Linked DNA regions of Mus musculus: all the other regions are linked to region 1. The links are chromatin contacts, called in public HiChIP or PLAC-seq maps. All regions are on one chromosome and are shown on one strand. Each heading gives the region's core, a stretch centred on a gene start, on an enhancer-like site or on the middle of the called end of the contact. The rest is flanking DNA. Distances are from core to core; before and after follow the strand shown.

Region 1 (4,393 bases), core at 1,030-3,529:
AGAGAGATTAGCTCAAGTTGTGTGTGTGTGTGTGTGTGTGTGTGTGTGTGTGTGTGTGTGTGAGAGAGAGAGAGAGAGAGAGAGAGAGAGAGAGAGAGATGCTCACTGAGTGCTATAACAATGTGTAAAGGAAACCAGAAGTGCTATTCCAATTTCTCACTTAAGCACTGGTCTCTAAAAACAGTCCCACTTAGATCCAAATGCAGGTGCCATGAGGTTCACTCGGTGAGAAAGGCCAGCTTTAAAGCAAACCAGCTGGCTTATAGGAGCATGCAGTGTCAAGGCAACGAAGCAACGGTGAGGGAGAAGGCCAGGGCTATAAGGTTAATATTTCAGGTTACTGGGAGGGAGGGGCCGGGAGGGATGGGGACCAGCCAGAGATTTATGTAACATCTCAAGACACAGACAGGCAGAGAAGGTGCTGCAGCCCACAAGCATCTGCTCCAGAATCTGAAAATTACTTTGGTTATTTTTTACGAGTCCCTCCGCCTGATGTTTCACAGAGCACTAGCTCCTGCCTGGTGCTGTGCGGAGCCCAGGGTCTTGCACACTGGAGAGACAGACTCTAGTAGCTGTTGACTAAATGAAAGCTGCAGAGAAGAGGGAGATGAGGCAGACATGAATTCCTTCTGCCTTGAGCCAAATCTATCTTTCCTTTTCCTCCTTGGAGTGAGTGCGGGTGATTTGCGGGTGATTATGCTAGACGCCCTGCTGAGTGCTAGGCAAAGAACTCTACCACAAGCCACGCCCTCAGCCCCTATTTAAACTTGGTAAATCACGTGGAGACAGGAGGCTCGGTAGACCAAGACCAGCCTTGGCTATGTAACAAGTCTGAAAGCAGCATAGGTAGGCTGTGTAAGACCTTGTCATAAGCCCAGCAGTGATGGCCTGGCCTACAGAGTGAGTTCCAGGACAGTCATGGCTACACAGAGAAACCCTGTCTAGGAAAAAAACCAAAACCAAAACAAACAAACAAACAAAAAAGACCTTGTCTTATTAAAAAATAAAGACAAAATAATCCAAAGCATTCTTACCTGCTCAGCCAACAAGTTCCCAAAAGCTCATTCCCTCAGCTGTGCCCTCATGCTAGTACATAGGCTCCCTCCTAAAGCCTTTCTCAGTCATTTCTTTGCCCTTTAAACAGGCCAGTACCAAACAGAGATGAGGAGGAGATAGTCTGTAAAGTGTGCTGTGTGTGTAGGGGGTAGTCTGCAAAGTGTGCTGTGTACACGTGTACAAAGTCTAAAAGGCAGACCCGGGTTAGAAAACCTCTATGCTAACTCATGTAACAGCAGTGTGTCAGTTTGAGCATGACAAATGGTTCCCTGTGCTGGACTGATCTTTTCCCAAGGGATAATATCCTCACTCTTATATGCCTTACAAAATGGTACTCGACATTCTAAAGTGCCAATATAAGAGCATTTTGAAAGCATAAAGTTCTGTATCCACCTGAAATAGAAGTCAATTATATGGCTAGTGAGATTGCAGGACTGGGAAGCACGGTGGGTCTAAGAAGAGGTATCTTTCTTGATAAATTCTCTCCCAAAAAGCCCAAACATCCTCCACTCCTCAAACCACAAACTTACCAACACTTCATCTTGGACGTCTCTGGGAAAAAATAATTCCCCTGCTCTGGGCTTTACTCATTCGTGGTGGTTGTGTTTACCATACACCAGGTTTATTAGCTTACTGTCTGGTAGTAATTGAACCTAAAAGACACAGTTGGGTCCTCGCGGGCTTTCATGGGTCAGCTGATCCTCCTTTTACCAGGTAGGGGAACAGAGACCCAGGAGTGGTGAGGAAAGCCGCGCTCAAACTTGGGCTCCCTCCAAGCCACATCAGAAACACAGGACTCAGAAGAGCTCGCGGTCCGAGCGTCCTCCGGGCCTCCCCGCCGCTGCACGCGTGTTTACCGCAGGCCTCGCGGGGCGCTCACGTCCGCCCGGCAGTAGGTCGAGAGTGGAGACTCCCGGGGCTCCGCCAGCCGGAGTCTGCGGGTCCGAGGCGGCCGCTCTCCCACGGCGCCTCCGCTCCATCCCGCTCGCCACGCCTCGGGCCCGCCCCCACCGCCGCGCCTCCCGGTTATCCGCTCGCGCCTCCGCCGGGTGCCGGGTCGGAAACAAAGGCGGGGGGCGGGGAGCGCACGGCGGCGGCGCCGCGGTCCGCCCTTCATTCGGAGCCCGCGACGTCAGCGGCGGTGGCCGGGGCCGGTGCGGCGGGGGCGGGCATGGGCGACGGGGGCGGCGGGGGCAGCGGGGGCCCGGCCTGCGGCTAGCACGAGCCGCCGAGCGAGCAGCGGGCGCGGCCGCCCGATCCCGCCATGAAGAAGAGCGGCTCCGGCAAGCGGGTGAGTGCGCGGCGCGCGGACAATGGGGCTGGGGCTGGCGGGGGGGGCGGGGAGGGCGCAGAGACCAGTCTGAGCCGCCGCTCCTCGTCTCGCCCCGGGCAGGGGCCTCCGGATGGAAACCATCAGTCTGCGGCGCCCGAGAAGGTCGGCTGGGTCCGGAAATTCTGCGGGAAAGGGATTTTCAGGGAGATTTGGAAAAACCGCTATGTGGTGCTGAAAGGCGACCAGCTCTACGTCTCCGAGAAGGAGGTAGGCGCCCGCCCTTGCGCGAGCCGTCGGGACCCTGTCCCCACGGCGGCTAGTTCTCCGGCTTGCCCCGCCTCCATCTCTGCAAGTTCAGGGGTCGCAAAAGTCCTGTGTCTGCAGAAAAAAGTCACCCCCGAGTGAGAGAACCTGAGTGGGGTTTAGGAGTTTACTTATTTGATGTGCCTTTGCGGACACCTTTCTCAGAAGTTCTGACATCCGCCGCCTCTCCCTCTATTCTGGCCCCCTAAAATACGGTTGGGGGTTTTGGTGGGGTTTGTTTTTGTTACACACTGGTATTCGTATCCCTCGATCCTTCCTGTCTTCCCCACCCCAGCCCACCACTCTCTCCGTTCCTGCGGGGGTTGGGAGGGAGGAGGGCATATGTAGGTCCCCTGAGTAGCACAGTCTCCCTAAATCATAGAAAACACAACTTGGAGGCAGTCTCTGGGACCAGGGGTAGAGCAGCGGTGAATGCCGGATTCTTGTAGGAGCTAGCATCCTGAACCAGGCTTGTTCCTCACCGTCCACTCCACTTAAAGGGTAAAAAGAAAAAAGAAAAAAAAAATTCAAGGAACTCATATTCTGCCCATCTTTATTTGTAGACAGGGGGAATGGAGTTAGGACTGTGAGCGCCTGTGTGTGTGTCTCCATGGCTTTGGCTCTGTAGTTTTACAGGAAACCACAGCCCGGCACATGGGGTCAGAATATAAAGCCAGGTCGTGGAATCCAGATCCCTTCCCCCTTTGTGAAGCCCCAACTCTTGACTCAATAACAAGAATGCTGAGAAACTGAACTTGCTTCCCTGTGACTGTCTGATCATGGTGGCCTGTTCCTGTCCCTTTCAGACTGGCCCTTCCTCCCTTGCCTGCCCTCACCCAAAACCAACCGAGTGGGAAGCCCTCCCTTAGCTCTAACCTGTTCTGCTTTTGTCACTAGACACTTGTTTTCTGCCCTTGTATTTGGGTAAATAAAGCCTTTTATGGTGTCGAAGCAGATACACTTGCAGCTGGAGAGCTGTACTCATCTCAAAGCAGTCTACTGAGACAAGCAGAGAACTAGTGTTGAGCCCCCAGGCCCCTCTTGAAGGGGCCAAAACATAACGGTTGGAGAGGCCTCAGAGCAAGCTAAGGGAAGCCTTGACCGAGTGTGCTCTCGAGGGCCACTGCTACCTGCTCTCGAATCCTACAGAGAGCTCCCCCAACGATTCTCTTGCTTTCTATTTTTGTTTATTTTAAAAGCAGCAGTGGGTGTCACCTCATATCTCCTGTCTTCCCCGAACTTCATAATGCCAGGAAATGTAGTTAGCAATCAGGAAGGGCTTCCTACAGGTCCGAGGGGAAACCAGAGGACAGTGAAGGGCTACAGAAACAAAACAAGGCCTTTTCCCCTTCTTATGTTTGTCTAAAAGGCAGAACCTGGTGTGAGAGGGAGAGATGCAGAGCAGAGAGAAGATAGGATGACCTCAGCCTAGAGTGTCCGCTGTCCTCTGACTCAGGAGCATCTGACTAGACCTGGGGCCAGATGCCCCCTGCTGGGAAGGGCAGTGGAAAAGAGGGAACGGCACCTTATACTGACCCTTCTTCAGAACCAGTTCCATGGTCCAGTGGGCCTGGGCTAAGGGCAAAGCTGCCACAAGACACTGTTTATTCAGCCTGTAAACAAAAGCAGTAGCAAAGCAACGCACTGAAGATGTGAGACCCAAAAGCAGAGTGTATTTGCAATTTACATGCAAAAACAAAAGAGGAAGGGAACCCTGCTAAGCATTCTGTCTCAGTCCTCCTTTCTGGGGAAAGCAAGGTC
Region 2 (4,393 bases), core at 828-3,327, 250 kb before region 1:
AACGAATTAAGACTGATGTTAGAAGAGGAATGCAGAGGTTGAGCACCTGGATAAGATATTTTAGTCACTGCGCTCGCAATTGCCCCCGAAATTAGCACATTCTTAAGCGACTATAGGCAACTATTAAAAGAGGCTCGGTGGACAGTAAGCACCAGCCACTGCAGAAACCTAGAAGAATGCAAAGGCAATTTAAGACAAAAAGCTGAATAGCTCTTTCCGGGAAGCTGTGGTGGCTCTGAAAAGAGCCTTTGTGGGGAATGGATGGGAGACAGGGCGCTTAAGCGCGCTCCCCACGGATGCGGCGGGCCAACTGGATGTCCTTGGGCATGATGGTGACGCGTTTGGCGTGGATGGCGCACAGGTTGGTGTCCTCGAACAGCCCCACCAGGTAGGCCTCGCTCGCCTCCTGCAGCGCCATGACGGCCGAGCTCTGGAAGCGCAGGTCCGTCTTGAAGTCCTGCGCGATCTCGCGCACCAGGCGCTGGAACGGCAGCTTGCGGATCAGCAGCTCGGTCGACTTCTGGTAGCGCCGGATCTCCCGCAGCGCCACGGTGCCGGGCCGGTAGCGGTGCGGCTTCTTCACGCCGCCCGTGGCCGGGGCGCTCTTGCGGGCGGCCTTGGTGGCCAGCTGCTTGCGCGGGGCCTTGCCGCCGGTGGACTTGCGGGCAGTCTGCTTCGTACGGGCCATGGCGAAGACGGAAGACACCCAAACGAGGAGCACTCGGGGACCTGATACCGGCCCGAGCCGGCCGCCTTTATAGGCGCAGTCTTCCCCGCGGCGGGGCGGAGACAGCGACTTGAAACTCCCGCGCTGCCGCGCCATTGGCCGTGGCGTCACCGGCCCCGACCTCGCCCATTGGCTCGGGCCCGCCACGCCACCTGACCCGCCCCCCCCCGCCCCCCACGTCCAGCCCCGCGCCCGGTCCACTTGCCAACGTTCTGCGAGGGTGGAGCCACGTCTGGCAGCTGCCCGTAGAGGGCGGGTCCCGGCTCTGCCCAAGAGGAGCTCGCGCGCCCCCGCCCGCCGCCCAAAGTCCCAGGGCAGAACTAATCTAGTGTTTGTGCAGCACCGCCCAGCCACAGCCACAGTCCCAGCCCCAGTCCCCCATGATCCCTAGAGCCGGCCGCGTCCAGTCCTCGCGGGACACCTCCTCCTCCTAGACATTCCCCAAGGACCGGACGAGAGCGCGGCTGACTGCGACTTATGTCTAGATTGGCCTAGACGTCCTAGTTGAGTCTTAGTCCTGGGAAGGGTCAGGCGGGTGGACGCTGAGTGAGGGACAGTGTTGTGTAGGACAAGGGTGTGGGCAGATAGGGGCTAAATGCTTGGGACGGTCAGCGAGAACCGCGTATCCGCTCCGCCGAGGCAGGGCATGAACCAAAGAGCGACAACAAACTACCAGGGGGAACCACGGGCAGGATGGGCAAGGAAGCAGAGGACACGACACTCTTACTTTTGGGGCAGGGCCAGGAAAGGCCACCAAGACCGGCTACCGTGACACAACTCTTTATCTGATTCAGTGGGTGGCTCTGAAAAGAGCCTTTTTAGGAGCTCGCGGGGGTTATATCACAGAGACGCGGGCCGACGCGAGCAGTGGCCTCACTTGCCCTTCGCCTTATGGTGGCTCTCCGTCTTCTTGGGCAGCAGCACGGCCTGGATGTTGGGCAGGACGCCGCCCTGCGCGATCGTCACTTTGCCCAGCAGCTTGTTGAGCTCCTCGTCGTTGCGGATGGCCAGCTGCAGGTGGCGCGGGATGATGCGCGTCTTCTTGTTGTCGCGGGCCGCGTTGCCCGCCAGCTCCAGGATCTCGGCCGTTAGGTACTCCAGCACCGCCGCCATGTATACCGGCGCGCCGGCACCCACACGCTCCGCGTAGTTGCCCTTGCGCAGCAGCCGGTGCACACGCCCCACCGGGAACTGTAGCCCGGCCCGGGAAGACCGCGACTTGGCCTTGGCGCGGGCCTTGCCTCCTTGCTTGCCACGACCGGACATCACGAAAGCGCAAACAGACGAACGGCCACAACCAGGAAACGGTACTCCGGCGCCGACGCCTCACTCTTTTATAGACGCAGACCCGATTGTCCGCCCGACGCTCTCATTGGCTCACACGCGTCCTGACGCCGTGGCCAATAGGAGCGCGCGGACAGAAGCCTCTCATTTACATAAGACCGGCTCCCTCGCCCCGGCGCCGCCCTGGAACGCGCGAATCACGACGCGCGTGCTCGGTGGCTTCATTTGCGTGCGGCCGTCGTTGCGACACTCCGCGGGTCGCCGGGCGGCTGGGCCTGCTCGCTGTTTCTCCTGCTGAGGAAGCTAACAGGAATAGAGCCGGTAGCACGCGTAAACTTGGCCACAGGGCATGGTGTACCAGGTGTAGGTGACTGGCACAGGCTGTGAGTTCTTTCCTCAGCTCCATCTTTGTGCCCAAACTGGCGAGTCGTCCCGGCAGAGCCAGGCAGCCTTACCCTGTTTCCTGTATGAAACCACCCACGGTGTCTCTGCTGCTTCCTGGGTTTTTTGTTTTTTTGTTTTTTTCTCTTCTACCTCCCATTGACATTAGAAATCATTTCTACTCAAGTTACATGTGCCCTTGAATGAGGAGTATTAAGTGTAGGGGTATCTTTCGACTTTGCAGGGGAGTTACATAAAATTAGTGTTAATATATTGTCAGAATGTAGGAAAGCATTAGGCAGTCCATTTATTAAAGTATCAGCATCGGAGGCGTCTGTGAAGTAACTTGTCTTTTGGGTCAGAAATTGCTTAACTTGGATCTTGTTATTTTTTAGTGCAGTTTTCAGTTTACATACGGTGACTAAATTTCCTGTTTCAGGTCACAAGATTTAAGAGGGATTTACGTACAGCTTGTTAAAGATTGAAGTCTTAATGGCACTTTGTATGTTATTTCATTGTAGTTTGGCATATTCTGGGATGTAGGTCAATGGCACAGTACTTTCCTAGTTATATACGAGGTCTTAAGCACCACACCAGAAATTCAATCAGAATTGTTTAGCCACACAGACATTGTTGCTTGTTTTCTGTTTGCCTTAGTTTCACTCCCCCCACCCCCTGTTTCCCTGAGTGTCTCCCACCTGCCTTTGCTGCTCTTCAGTCAGCTCTGCCTCTCCTTTGGCCCTGTCACATTGCTATTCCCATAGTGTCAATGCTCTTCTCTCATCCCTGCAGATTGGGTCCCAGGCTACCTTGGGTATTTCTGCTCCAAGTTACCACATGCTTCTAAAAACAGAAAGAGATACACTTGAGCCAGACTCTTGTATAATTAACTCCCAGGGAACGTCCTAAACAAGTATCTACCCAAGGGTATGGAAGTGGTTTGGCTCCACACTGAGCTGCTTCGGGAACATTGTCCCTAAAGAAGCAGGCTCTTCTGAAAAACATAAATAGGTTAGCTGAAAGCTGACTGTAAGTGTGGTGTCTCTGTCTTCGCTTGATGTCTGTCTCCTTTGGCTAAAGGCAGAGTGAAGTTACTGTTTTACCTTTCACTTGCATCATAGCAAATGAGGGCCGTTACCCACGAGGTCAGGGCCACTCCCTAGAGTACAAGTGAGAGTCAGAGTGATATCTTCCCGAATCTTGCAGGTTCAAACCGTAGCACTGACCAGAGAACCATGCATCTGCCTCCTAGGATTCCTTAATTTTGCTAACATCTTGCCTGCCCAGGTTCCTCCTCTACTTAAGGCTTCAAGCTCATTCATGTCAATATCTGTAGATAGACAGATTTTCGGGGGGTGGGGTTTGCTGGGCCTATATTCTTCTCAATATAGCTTCTTGACTAAATCTCTGATTTTTCTTTTAGACACGTGGTTGAGCCTTGCCTTAGGGTGTCTACAGCCCAATCCTTTACCCTCAAACCTTTGGCTACTTGTTCATTTTGTTGCATATCATGAGGACACTGGCATTGGTTTACAACTTCAGGCTTTGTGGACAGGCTGAAGTGAAAGCTATGTTGGTTGACAGTACTGATTTTGTTACCCTACTAGGTGAAGGAATAAACCTTGGAACTAAGTTGATAATGACATATATATATATGACAATACCTTGGAATGGGGGGAATGCATTTGTGGGGTGAGATGGTGGAAAGGTTGTGAACAGTCAGTGGCAGAATGTGTGGCCATTTCCACAGTGAACTGTGGTAGCTCCAGCTGCACTAGGATTTCTGCAGCTCTTGAAACTGGATTTATTTTAGCAAACAGGAAATGGCTTCAGTGCAAGAATTAAGTGGATCCTGTCTTTCACCTGTGTATCAAGTGTCAGTGGGAAGTCAGTGTGCCTTCGTTAGATATGGTCAGTGTATTTAAGATGTGTAAACATGTGCTTTGAATGGTAGCTTAGTAAATGTAGCATTGCACCATGGTATATTTGACCTAATATGAC
Region 3 (4,393 bases), core at 815-3,314, 140 kb before region 1:
GCGATTTTTCCTGGGTAGTCCTTCCTGAAAGCTAAATTAGATTTCCCTCTTCATACTCATGACATTCTTAGTTTGTTTGTTTTTTTTCAATTTTATGAGTGTTTACAACATGCAAGAAGTATTTGTAACATGATCATTAAGAGCCACACTCTGAAAACCGGTCAAGGTTCAAATCCTATGTAATTTCACTGCAATTATATAACACAGCAGCTGAGAGAATAATACATCAAGTACTTTGCATATACTGGGTACACTACACACACAATGAAACACTTGCTCTTTTAAGAGGATGATTTTATTTTTATTTTTTCCTTAACTTTGAGTGTGTTGTTGGGCACATGTGTGGTATATATGTGTTGTATGTGCATACAAATGCATATAGATGCTAGAACAAGTGGGTAGTATATATGTATAGCGTGTGCATAATGGCTAGAGGACAAGATCAGGTATGATTATTTTAGTGGGCTAATCTAACTTTCCCCTTGACTTACCTGAATATAAATTCACAATGAAGCAAGCACCTAATACATACAAGGTGACCAGGGAATCTGTGGTTTCAATAGAAGCAACTAAAATGGAGGGTTTACAGCACTCAAAACATTTTTCTGATCCCCTTAAAATGTTCCAAATCACCCTAATGGGATTTTGCTTTCTCTTTTCTCACTTTCTCCTTACCTTCTAGAAGATCTCGAGCCAGCCCTGGCTCTGCACCTGTGGAACGAACAAAATCCGACAGGACAGCATCCATGTCCAGGGTCATGGGATCATCAGGTACTCTCAGGCAGCAGGATGTGAGCAGAACATAGATCCAAATCCAGGCTCTGACCTGAAAAGGAGATGCATGCACAAGGCTCACCTAACCAGAACAGCATCATCACAGCCCGATTTCAACAGTCTCTTAACACATGCTAACTGTTCTGGTTCCTTCATTCCAACTGAATTTTCAAACAAAAAATAAATTTTTTCATGAAGAATCACATTTCATTTCCTTGTTAACAATATTTTAATACCTACAGTAACTACAAACTACTCAACAAAGCTTTGCTTCTGCTTTTTTCATTGTTTTGGTTTGATTTTTAAGGAGAAAGGCACTGAGGATGTAGCCCAGGGATTGCATATACTAGGAAGTGCTCTATACCCACCCTAGTGCCATGTCTGCCCCTCCAGTCTAAAGGGAGAAGGCAGCAATCTGCTGCCCTAGAAAGCTCTCTGACCTACAATATTTCCTAAATGGCGCCATGCTCATGTCCCTCCTGAAACATATTGATTATTAAGGGTTTTTGGTTTTGTAGACAATGCTTCGTATGTAGCTCAGGCTAACCTCAAACCTGTAGCAATCATCCTGTCTCAGCCTTGTGAATGCTGATATTACAGGTATGTGCCACCATGCTCTGGCTTTCTTCTGAACGTACTTTAATCACTCTTTGCCTAGCCTTTGATTTTCTTTTTCTTTTTTTTTTTTTTTTAAAGATTTATTTATTTATTATATGTAAGTACACTGTAGCTGTCTTCAGACACACCAGAAGAGGGAGTCAGATCTCGTTACGGATGGTTGTGAGCCACCATGTGGTTGCTGGGATTTGAACTCTGGACCTTCGGAAGAGCAGTCAGGTGCTCTTACCCACTGAGCCATCTCACCAGCCCTAGCCTTTGATTTTCATGTCAAATTTTTGGAAATAGGAAGTTGCATGTCTTCTTTACTGATCTATCCTCAGGATGAACTACTTGACACAGTACAAGGCACACTGGCCCTTAGTAGATACTTATTAAACAAAATAACACTATACAGCAGATGACTTCAAGGCTGACTAATATTCTCATGCTAGTTGAGAAAACAGGAAGAGTAAACTGAATGCTGAAACTTCTCAAAATAACAAACTATTCCACACTCTGAGTGGAGATCCCAGAGGCTCATCCCAACAGTCACTAACTGCAGAACTCAGGAAACACAATCAGAAAGAGTTGTCTCCCAGGACAAACGAGTGCCAGTTTACCTGAGAAAAGATCCCTCTTTCAGACTTGACTTTAGCAGAAACTATGTCCCTGACCTGACAGCCTGGCACCATGTCAACATTCCTCTGAGGTTAATAGTCCCAGCTGAGAAAGCAAAAATAGGGTGGAGATCCACCTCTGACCACACTCATTAGTCTTACGGTGCTCTGTAGAAGGGGCTCGTTCATAAAGTGCCCAGGTATCCAACTGTCTCATTGCACCCACTAATCATCTTTTTGGAAAAGACAAAACCAGAATTGTTGAAAACAACAGATGACTCAGACAATACATTCCTCCGAAAACCTAAAGCCTAAGCATGACCTCCAAGGATTTTTTTCTTCACTCCTCTTCTATCCCTTAATACAACTTTTTTGTAGTATGATCTGATTCCATTTTTCTACATTTTTAGAACTAGTAAGGCAAATAGCAAATTTTTGTGGGTTGTAAAAATTATAAGTCTCTAACCTGATAACTGAATTGTTTTGTTGGTGGTAGTTCTTTGGATTTTTTTTTTTAAAAGAGAAATCACTATTTCTTATAGTGCTCTAATAATACAAGAAACCAATGGGTACAGAGCATGATTTATTCATATCCCTAGTCCAACACTGAGCAAGGTATCTACAATATAATAGGCAGTTATAAATACCTAGTGACTAAATTCATTATAAACAAATGTCTAATTTGCATCTGTTTCACTATCCTAAGCACCAAGCCAGCAATCCAGCCTAAGGTAAACAGCCCCTGCTGTTAATCTCACACTAATCCAGAACTACATGAAGAGCTTCTGGCCAAGCTTTCTATGAAGTGACCCAGCCCCCTTGCAACTTGTGCCTAAGAATTGAGTTTCAAGCTCTTAGTGACAGGGAGATCTCTAAGGTCTGCCCTGGGCAGGACAGCAGACAACATGGACTTCTACAACTTTCCCCCAAGCCTCTGAATAAAGTGTTTCAACAACAACAACAATAAAAAGTATTGAATTTCAAGGCAGGCAAGTATTACACATTTCTAACATCAGCACTCAAGAGGCAGAGGCGAGAGGATTGAGAATTCAAAGCTACAAAGAAAGACCCTGTCCAAAAAAAAAAAAAATTAAATGCTTTCAGAATTCACAGGTGAATGAAAGGCTTTTCATCTAATGCAAATGAGAATTCTCTCCAAAGCCCACTGTATTCACCACTTTGTCACAGGACATGGGCACTATCCAAGTAACAAACATAAATAGTCCAAAATTAAGAGACTAACTCCAAAATGAACTTAAATCTTTACTCTTAAAAAATAAAATAAGGTAAACTTGTGTGGTGGCTCAGGTCTTTAATACTAGAATTCTGAAAGCAGAGGCAGGCAGGTAATTCCCTGTGAGTTCGAGGCCAGCTTGGTCTATGTAATGAGTTCGAGGGCAGATAGAACTATGACACCCTGCCTCAAACAAACAAACAGACAGACAGACAGTCAAGCCACTGTAAGCTACTCTAACAGCTTTCTGAAAGGACGTGGGAAAGACGAAACAGCACACACAGCGCTCCGTGGAACGAAGGAGACTGAGCCACAGGCATGCAAACAATTTCCAGCCAGATCGAGAGAGGCTCCTGAGGGAGAAGCAAACAAAAACCATCAGTGTCATGGCATCCGGGATCTTACATGGAAACAGAAGGTAGGCCGCTCAATTCCAAACATCTAAAATAAACAAATAACTCCTATCAGGAAAGACTGGCTCTTCAGCAAAAAATGTGAAGCACTAAAGCAAACTTCTTGGCAGCTCATTCTTGTATTGGATTCTCCAATACATGGTTGGACTGTGACCTTCGCCCAACAGAAGGACAGCAGATCTTGTTACAACATCACAACACCTGGCTGATGCTTCTCAAATTCCAAGTGAGGATACCGAAGCCAATTACGAAGACTCAGCTAGCCCTGTCTCAACACACAGGAAGGAAAACCCCAAACAAAAAAACAAACACAACCTTCAGCTTTTCAAATAAAAGGGAAGCAGCACTCAAATATTTGTTGACTGTGTGGTTTATAGATGGATTCAGTCAAAAGCATCCAGTTTTCCTAGTAGAAGGGCTGTCACCAATTACTCAGTCCCATGTCTGACCCCACCAAAGAACTCTTCTAGTACATCTCTAGCAGATTGTCCAGTTCCCAAGTGAATACAAGCTCTGACAGGGAGCTCATTACTTTCAGATCCAACTGTAATAAGTTGTTTTTTCTAAATAAAAGCCAAACCTATCACTACACTCCTCCCCCTAATAATGTTCACATACTGGTTCTTATTCAGTTCTACTGAACAACAAAATTGACTCCTGAGAATGATGGACTTTTCAATGGAAATTAAATCATTTCTTTACAAAATTACTTGTTGCAGCCAAACATCATTATCGTGAGCCAGGTGCTTTTATAA

What was found. HiChIP or PLAC-seq counts read pairs in DNA pulled down with a chosen protein or histone mark.
Region 2: a FOXA1 HiChIP or PLAC-seq map of pancreatic cancer cells shows a contact between it and region 1. The contact joins the promoter of H2ac18 here to the promoter of Plekho1 in region 1. A contact is called at or near these places in 6 of 39 promoter capture datasets (cranial neural crest, embryonic stem cells, frontonasal cranial neural crest and 3 more), 2 of 484 Hi-C or Micro-C datasets (both in nephron progenitors), 10 of 115 datasets of contacts at active chromatin or transcription factors (astrocytes, bone marrow-derived dendritic cells, bone marrow-derived macrophages and 7 more) and 3 of 9 other capture datasets (adipose tissue, liver and macrophages).
Region 3: an HNF4G HiChIP or PLAC-seq map of pancreatic cancer cells shows a contact between it and region 1. The contact joins the enhancer-like site here to the promoter of Plekho1 in region 1. A contact is called at or near these places in 1 of 39 promoter capture datasets (hematopoietic stem and progenitor cells), 5 of 484 Hi-C or Micro-C datasets (B cells, the G1E-ER4 cell line, embryonic stem cells and 2 more), 12 of 115 datasets of contacts at active chromatin or transcription factors (craniofacial prominence, embryonic basal ganglia, embryonic forebrain and 6 more) and 2 of 9 other capture datasets (adipose tissue and embryonic stem cells).

What each region holds. Positions count from the first base shown.
Region 1 is chr3:95,993,725-95,998,117 of GRCm38.p6, reverse strand. It overlaps Plekho1 (pleckstrin homology domain containing, family O member 1), which reads left to right and starts at 2,279. Exons shown (of 6, transcript NM_023320.2): 1 at 2,279-2,347; 2 at 2,450-2,596. The coding sequence starts at 2,321.
Region 2 is chr3:96,243,181-96,247,573 of GRCm38.p6, reverse strand. H2ac18 (H2A clustered histone 18) reads right to left here and starts at 2,077. Exons shown (of 1, transcript NM_013549.2): 1 at 1,522-2,077. The coding sequence starts at 1,993. The coding sequence ends at 1,601. H3c14 (H3 clustered histone 14) reads right to left here and starts at 889. Exons shown (of 1, transcript NM_178216.3): 1 at 226-889. The coding sequence starts at 688. The coding sequence ends at 278.
Region 3 is chr3:96,132,907-96,137,299 of GRCm38.p6, reverse strand. Otud7b (OTU domain containing 7B) reads right to left here. Exons shown (of 12, transcript NM_001025614.1): 2 at 676-826. The coding sequence starts at 760. Among named protein-coding and RNA genes, the nearest start is that of Mtmr11, 27 kb to the left of the region's middle. Within about 2 kb of position 2,064, at least 25 of the 459 cell types and tissues checked have an H3K27ac peak or open chromatin away from gene starts, as enhancers often do. A contact at or near this core is called in pancreatic cancer cells, where this site is marked.